Regions from separate parts of the Rattus norvegicus genome. Here region 1 is linked to region 2. The links are chromatin contacts, called in public Hi-C maps. All regions are on one chromosome and are shown on one strand. Each heading gives the region's core, a stretch centred on a gene start, on an enhancer-like site or on the middle of the called end of the contact. The rest is flanking DNA. Distances are from core to core; before and after follow the strand shown. Region 1 overlaps Dock4 (dedicator of cytokinesis 4). Region 2 overlaps LOC120093247 (60S ribosomal protein L29-like).

Evidence for each region. A called contact is a pair of places that touch in the nucleus more often than the background predicts.
Region 1: a contact with region 2 is called in a Hi-C map of liver, with 8 times the contacts expected there. The contact joins two enhancer-like sites. A contact is called at or near these places in 4 of 12 Hi-C or Micro-C datasets (the A7r5 cell line, kidney, liver and 1 more).

The regions. Positions count from the first base shown.
Region 1 is chr6:63,288,505-63,292,453 of GRCr8, forward strand. The region is part of intron 1 of Dock4 (dedicator of cytokinesis 4); the gene reads left to right. Among named protein-coding and RNA genes, the nearest start is that of Dock4, 50 kb to the left of the region's middle. Within about 2 kb of position 1,962, at least 52 of the 93 cell types and tissues checked have an H3K27ac peak or open chromatin away from gene starts, as enhancers often do. A contact at or near this core is called in liver, where this site is marked.
Region 2 is chr6:63,048,946-63,052,703 of GRCr8, forward strand. All of the region lies in intron 1 of LOC120093247 (60S ribosomal protein L29-like), which reads left to right. Among named protein-coding and RNA genes, the nearest start is that of Ifrd1, 35 kb to the left of the region's middle. Within about 2 kb of position 2,341, at least 1 of the 93 cell types and tissues checked has an H3K27ac peak or open chromatin away from gene starts, as enhancers often do. A contact at or near this core is called in liver, where this site is marked.

The sequences.
Region 1 (3,949 bases), core at 712-3,211, 240 kb after region 2:
AGTGTTGACTCCTAAAGCAAGGGGAAACACAGAGAAAGTATCTGAGCTGAATGGGGGTTGAGGGCTTGTGCTGCTGGGACTGAGGAATGTGTGCTTACAGAGCAGTTCTAAAGGGCCGCTTGGAAGATGTCTCTTTAGTGAAGAGTAGACTGTGTGAATTGTCGTCTTTTTTCTTCTTGAAATTACATTTACTTGCCGTGCCTGCGTACATGTGGCAGTCAGAGAAGAACCTGTGCGAGTTGGTTCTCTTCTCTCACTGTCTGTGTTCTGGGGATGGAATGCAGGTCTCCTGACTTGGCAGCAAGCACCTTTACTGAGAAACTCTCTCTCCGGACCTGCCTTGGAGCCTTGATGTCCAGCATTGTGGTGCATGCTTATTATAGCAATACTTAGGAGGTGGTGGCAGCTTAGAGGCTAGCTTGGGGTACATGATGTTTTGTCCCCACAAAACCAAAACTCAAACCTGACTAAAATGTACTGCTTATTCGTGTGTACTTCTAATTACCTTCAACTTGAATACCATGTATCTAAATTAGGGACACAGCCATATATATATATATATATATATATATATATATATATATATATACATTATTAAACAAGAAGCAACTGTCTTTATACTTTTGTCACTGAGGTTAAGAATTCTACTCTGTTAAATACATATATTTGCACTATCTATCATTTGTGAGTTGATGTATTTAGAACTTTTAAGGGGTATTCTTCTCCTATTATTTATTTAATAACTCAGAGAACTCAGGCCTCTGCAAGAGCAGTAGGTGTTCTTAAGTACTGAGTCATCTGTCCAGCCCTGAGTCAGTTTGTTTATTTTGTCTTCTAAGTAGCTGAGTTCCGTGACTTGAGTGCTGTGGCCTGGACTTGAGAAGTCAGACAAAAATATCACTTCCATGCAAAAATCCTCCTCTTGAGTCTGCTCCTGCTTAGGGGTCCGCAGAACAGGGCTTACTATGTTGATGATGAATTTAGGTGAGCCTGAAGGAAATATAAAAGCCCTGTTTAATGATCCAGTTAGGTTTTTATACAGATTAACTGTCATTAAGAGAGGAATGGTCTGCCCGTCTGGGTTTCTCATTCTCTGAATAGATAGCTCTGGCACTATAAACCGGGAATATCTCTGAGTGTACAACACGATAGTGTTGTAAGCCCTGAGGCCAGTCCCAGAATGACAGATGCTTGCACGTCGTTCGGTTTTATGTGTACTGAACCAATCTAAGTGCAGTATGGGAAGTGTGTTAGTGTGTGTATGTTCATATGTTAAGAGGTTTTAGCATCCTGAGTAATGAGACATGGAAAGTTAAAACACCAGACGCTGCTCGGGATGTGTTGAGCGGTGACAGCCTCTGCCTGAACTCTCCTGATCCCAGGCCCTTCTCCCAGCTGTATTCATCTTTCCTTTCTGCAAAGCTTGCCTGTGATCTCTTCCCTGTGGTACCTGGATCCTTGACAGTTCTCCAAGTCTCTGCCTTGGAGCAGCCTTGGCCTAAGTCCTTTTCACAGTGGAGATTTTGCTTCCTCACCCAGGGAAATGTTCCCAGGGGAAGAAACCCAGTTTTAACAACCAAGATGTGTTTTATAGTCTAGTAAGGAAAAGTAGAGGACTAATGATGAAATCCGTGTGACTACTTCGGATGAGACCCCCTGTCCATACTTGTCTGCAGGCTCCGAGCTAGCAGGCTTGGTAGATTTCCTTGGGAATTCCACAAGTCTTATGCAGAGAGGAGCAGCTATAGGGGCTTGGTATTGTGGTGGAGAAATGTACTAGGGATGGATGCCTCTAAGGGAAAGACAGTTGTTTGTAAATCCACTGTGTATTTTCTCAGCTGTGCTAGAAATCCTCGTGAGCGAGTACCAGATTATTAGTTTTGGCATCAAGGTTTCAAACCACACAGCCTTGATGCCATTGCCCTGACTCCTTGCTGACCTGGCATACTGGAGAAACGCTGGTCCTCTTGGACCTATCCCAGGCTGCAGCTGGGAACTGGGTGCCTAGTGCCATCTGCCTGAGCAAGTACGGGAAATGCCAAATGGCCTGGCAGTTTTCAGTGTGGCCTTTGGATCCTCGCTGAGCCATATGGTGCTAAAATGTCAAACTGTTCCTGAGTGTGGGCCACTGCTGAAGAGGCTGGATAGAGAAGGCACACTTCAGATACAAGGTCCACGGAAGCTGTTCGTTGTCTGGCTGTCGGCTCACCACTGTTACTTTAACGGTCTTTTGTTTAGAAGGGCTTAGCTGATAGTAGTCTACCTACCTCTGTTGGGAGAGCCACCAAGTACGCTTGCACACACACAGTATGTATCGGTAACAGCCTCTACAAAGCCTCTGAAAGGAGTGTGTACACCCTTAGGCTGTGGTCACGGAAAAGACCAGGAATCAAGTCTCATGTTCCTTTCTGTTTCATCTCCTTTGAGTTACATTCTGTCGATTGTTCTTGCTGAAGGATTGACACAGCACACTAAGAAGTTCTCAGTCTTTGTGTGAAGAGAAAACATAACAGGGACTTAGAGATGATCCCAGTGAACACATCCACAAGTGCTAAGTGATTGAGTGCGGAGGGAATGCTCGAGTCTGAAGGGGGAGGAGGCGATGAGTGATGTAGTTCGGATGAGGTTAGCCCTGGCAGGCTTCCTAGAGGACAAGGCTGGGCGTGGGTTTGGCCCATGTCACTCTTCTTAGGCCTTCTGGGGACTTCATATAAACACATATTTCTCCTGGCCAGGGGCCTCAAGCTGGTTATAAGGATTAGAAGGGCAAAGGAAAAATGTGTGAGTTCAAAGAGGTTTCTTTATAGCTGGAGGTGGGGGGGCAGCAGGAGAGTGCCTCAGCCTTTAGTCAGATGCCCTTCAAAATGCTTCAGTTTGAGTCTTTCAACAGTCACTCATGTGGATGGCAAAGTACTATAGCTTGAGAGTCTAGGAGGCTAATGAATCATTGATTTTTTTTTCCAGTTTAAATAACTTCATCCTGTTGTGGTTGATAAACATTCAAAGAATTGCTTCAGTTTTACTGACACGGTACTTGAAATATATGCAAGCTTGGCTACAGGTGTTCTAACCAGCTTCGTCTCATGTCAGTGTGGTGACATTTGGGGACTGGTGGCCTTAGTGCCAAGCCAGCCTTTTGCTATTTCCAGTACTGTGGAAGTTGCATCTATACCTGGGAGTTACTCAAAACTTTGCAATTCTGTGGAGAATTATGATGTGTATTCCAAAGGGAGATTTTTATCCACTTCTAACCCCCTTCTAAATTTTATTTTAACCAATTTTGAAGTTGCCAAAAAGTTGAAAATAATCAGTCTTTGTATCGATAACTTAGGCCATTTCTCCCAATGTTGGCACATTGTTTCTTAACAGTAACTTTGTTCTAGTCATTCCCTTTTTATGTACACATATTAAAAAGCATTACACACATCCACAGGAAGATACATGTATGTGCATGCTCTGCTGACCTCTCAGTAATGCAGCCTACAAGCAGTAGTACACCATACTATTCTGATCTAGCAGAGTACTGTGCAATAGTGGAAATAGATATCAAATGCATTAATGTTGAGGAAACAAAGCATGTTGCACAAAAGCATGCAGAACAGTGTTGGGCACTGAATGTTCTGGTGGTGTAGAGGTGTAAACATGTCTATATGTATGTTAAGGTTTACACTACATTCAGGATTCTGGTTCCTTTCGTAGTCATAAAGGATTTGGTGAATTTTCTATAATACAACATTTCAGCTTTAAAACAATGACAAGTTCGCTGGGGTATGGTTTATTATTTTAAATACATTTTCAATGACTAAAATGTTTAATTTTAGAATGGTAAATAATATGAACGCATAGAAATGCATTAGTGATTAGCTTATCTCAGAAAGATGCACACCTTCCATGATTGAAAGGCAGAAGGGAGTGGTTTTTATAATTGGCTTTTACTGAAAGCATTGAG
Region 2 (3,758 bases), core at 1,091-3,590:
TACAGTTCAAGATGTAAGCTCTCAGCTCTCTACTTCATGCCTGCCGTGGTGCCTGCTGCTTTCTTGCCATAGTGGAATCTTTTCTTTCTGGATCCATGAATCAAAATAAACACTTTTTCTTTTATAAATAGCACGGCTCATGGTGTTTTCTCACATCGACAGAAAAGCAACGAAGCACAATGGTACATGCCTTAAATCCCAGCACTCAGGAGACACGATGAACCCTTCCAGCTCAGATCGCTGAGCTATAAAGCTGGGCAGCAGCAGAAGTACTGAGTCAATAGGCCCATGCAACGTTTCACTACTGCGTTCCTGGTTGTCCTCCCAGGCACCAGCAGTGATGGTGGCACACTGTCCACAGTCTTACCAACACAGAGCATCGACAAACAGTTTGAGTTCTGCCTATAAGAATGTTTATACTTGGGGTTGGGGATTTAGCTCAGTGGTAGAGCGCTTGCTTAGGAAGTGCAAGGCCCTGGGTTCAGTCCCCAGCTCCGAAAAAAAAAAAAAAAAAAGAATCTTTATACTTGTTTTTAATTTATGTTTCTACAAACATAATCAATGTTGAATAGCTTTTCACATATGTGAGGGTCATTTTTTTTTTGGATGGACTGAGGGTTTCTCTGTGTAGCCCTGGCTATCCTGGAACCCGGTCTACAGACCAGGTTAGCCTTGAACTCCGACATATGCCTGTTACTGCTTCCAGGGTGCTGGGATTAAAGACGTGCAACACCGTGCTTAGTTAGGGCCACCTTTTAAATTATGTTGTTCTTCTCTGAACAACAAGTTCACATCTCTGGTCCACTACCCTGCTTTTGAGAGTTCCTGAATACTCTTATGTGATAATTAGATCTATATGCACAGCAACCCCTTGTCCAGTCACACAGGCTACTCTGAGTCACCGGTGGAATCAGACTCCTCTGTATCTGTTTTGCATGTTTTTTCTGTACTCACTTAACAGAACTATAGCAGGAAGCAGCTGGACGCATCCAGAGGAAAGCTCGCCATCACGGTGACTCGTCTTACTTTAATCTTAGTCCCACAAACCTCGTTACCTCAGTGTCACTGGGTAATACACTGCCTCATCCATTGTCTCTGGCTCCCCCAGACTTGCCCTCGCTCTTCTCCTGTCCTATTGACAGAACAAAGAGACCGGTAAACCAACAGAGCATCTGCTGAACATACAAGCAGAACTACAACCACATAACCTGAAACCTCTCCAACAGACCCCAGCTCTGGAAAAAGTACAAAATGACGCCAGGGGCAAGAACTAAAATAAATAAATAAATAAATAAGCAAGCAAGCAAGCAAGCAAATAGATAAAACATGTATCATTAGCATAAGTAGGAGATAGAATAATATAATCATGCTTAAGTATCCATAGGGATTGATTCCAGAACCTCAGAGAACATCACCATTTTTGAATGCTCAACTCCCTTGTGTAAAATGGTGGCAAGTGGTAAAATTCATAGACCACCTGCACATGTTCTCTCATCTAATTTGAACCACCTGTACTTTATCTGTAATTCCTAATGCATTGTAAATAGTGTATTCCGACAAGCAAAACGTCTGCACATGTCAGCATGCATGTAGTCGTTCTCAAAACCCTTCCTTCCACACTTGGCTCAATCTGAGGATCTAGAACCTCTGGACCCAGAGGGCCGACTGTGCAAAGTTTACTTGAGCTTTAAATGGAGAAATCGAAATCGAAGAGAAGCAGTTGCTGCAGAACTTCCTCCAGACACTAGACTTCCGGTATCACTCAAGAGGAGAGGGTATCTATGAGCCAAGCTTCCATCCCCGACATGGGATCCCCACCAGCCCTGAGGGATGAGTCGGGTCTGTGTAAAGCTCAGTCCTCCAACTTGCCCCACAGAGAAAGGGGTGGCCTTACTGGCCTTACCTAAGTGGGTGTGCTCTGCCTTGACCCCTGTGAATGGGCTAGGGAAGCCTGGCAATGCAGAGCAAGTTCAGGGGGATCTTCTCACACACGGAAGCCCTGGGAGCTGTGAGACCCTAGTTCTTCTGGCTGTGGTCTCATTTGTATTCAGCTGATGGTGCTGAACGTGAGTGAGACTGAAGAGACCACAACGCAAGTCAATTAATAACTAGTGCAGAACAACACTCTCCAGCACACTGGGTGACAACTTTCTTAATGACACAGAACTCCTGACTTATTGATGTCTTGATAAGAAGCGGGACACTACAGAGAGATTTCCATTTCTGGTATGTACGTTGTCAAGGTGGCATTTGCTGAAACAATCAGGGTAAAGAGTATATATTTGAGGTCCACGTGGATGTCTAGTCGGCATGTCCTTGGAGAGCTTCCAGTTTTTCCAGCAGAGGGCAAGAGAATATTTACCAGTCCAAGAACTGTGGCCTTGACCATGTTTGCAACAGGGCTGTGGAGGTGTCTCTGCAAAAACAGGTTATATAACTAATATGAACGTGTGCTCTGGAAAAAAATGTATCTAGAAACTATATTTCAAAATCAGAAATGAGTCCCCATTGGCATTGCAGCAGATAATCTTTACTTAAAAAAAAGAACTTTTCTAAATGGTGCATATATTTCATTATAGATCCTTAGATGCTCGGCAAAAATATGGGACTATTTCAAATAATGTAAGCTGATAATTTTGAGGAACACATTTATTTCAAGATCCTATAGAAACAATTCCCTAAAACCTTAATAAACCTCTGTGTCAGTGATTTATTATATAAATCTCAAAAATAAGTTTCCATAAAGCATGTGAAGCATGCAATAACATTCACCGAGGAACCTGATGTTGTAAATAAACATGTACCAAAGGTAGGTAGGAAGGAGAGAGGAAAGGTCCTCTCGTAGGCAGAGGACAAGCATAGGATTAGACCTCAGAGAACCCCTGATGTCAGTGGCTAAGTCTCTGCTCTGTCTAACGTTCGTCAGAAGTGTACTTGCTGTTCTGATGGGACTTCAAGCCCACAGACTATAGGCCCGGCTGTAGGAGTGTGGCACATGTCCTCCCAGGGTTGAAAACGAGCTGCTTGGGTGGTGGGGCCCTTGCATGGCATAGCATGCATGGGGACATGGGTGTGGTACCTGGAACACTGGAAAGAGGGTTACTAGTGTAGTAATCTTGAGGTAGCAACAGAGTGGGAAATCAGCTGAGCAGGAGGCCTGGGGTTCTGGTTCTACCATAACCATGATCTGGATGAAGTCTTCTGCCTCTGTTTGATTTTGTTTTTTAGTTTTTGTTTTGTTTGTTGTGCTAGGCATGTACCTAGAGCCTTGTGTGTGCTAGGCGTGTACTGAAGCCCTGAGCTACACCTCCAGTCCACACTTTCAAGTGTTAAATGACAATTTGCCACTAGGGGGTCCCCAAGGTTCCTTCCTACTTAGAACCTCAATAATTACATTTCTGTTGTCCCCATATTAACGTTCCCCATCTCAGTTAACACATGAGCTCATAAAAAATAGGATGCTAGTTTTTCTCAAAAACAAAATAAAACGAAACAAAACAAAAAATAAACCAGGTAATTTAGGAAAGGACTTCTATATGAGTCTAATAGATCTTTCCAGTAATAACTTCTGATTTGAAAACACAAGGAAATGAATTTTCTTTTATTTATTTTTTATGTGGATGAGTTCGTGCACGCTTCAACCTGGAATGCATATTGCTTGTATACAGTCTTATTCCTTGGGGCTTCTCAAGAAAAGACAGGATGACCAAGTTCTAATATTTCTTCAGGAGAGGCCGTTACCTGCTACCAGATGTTAA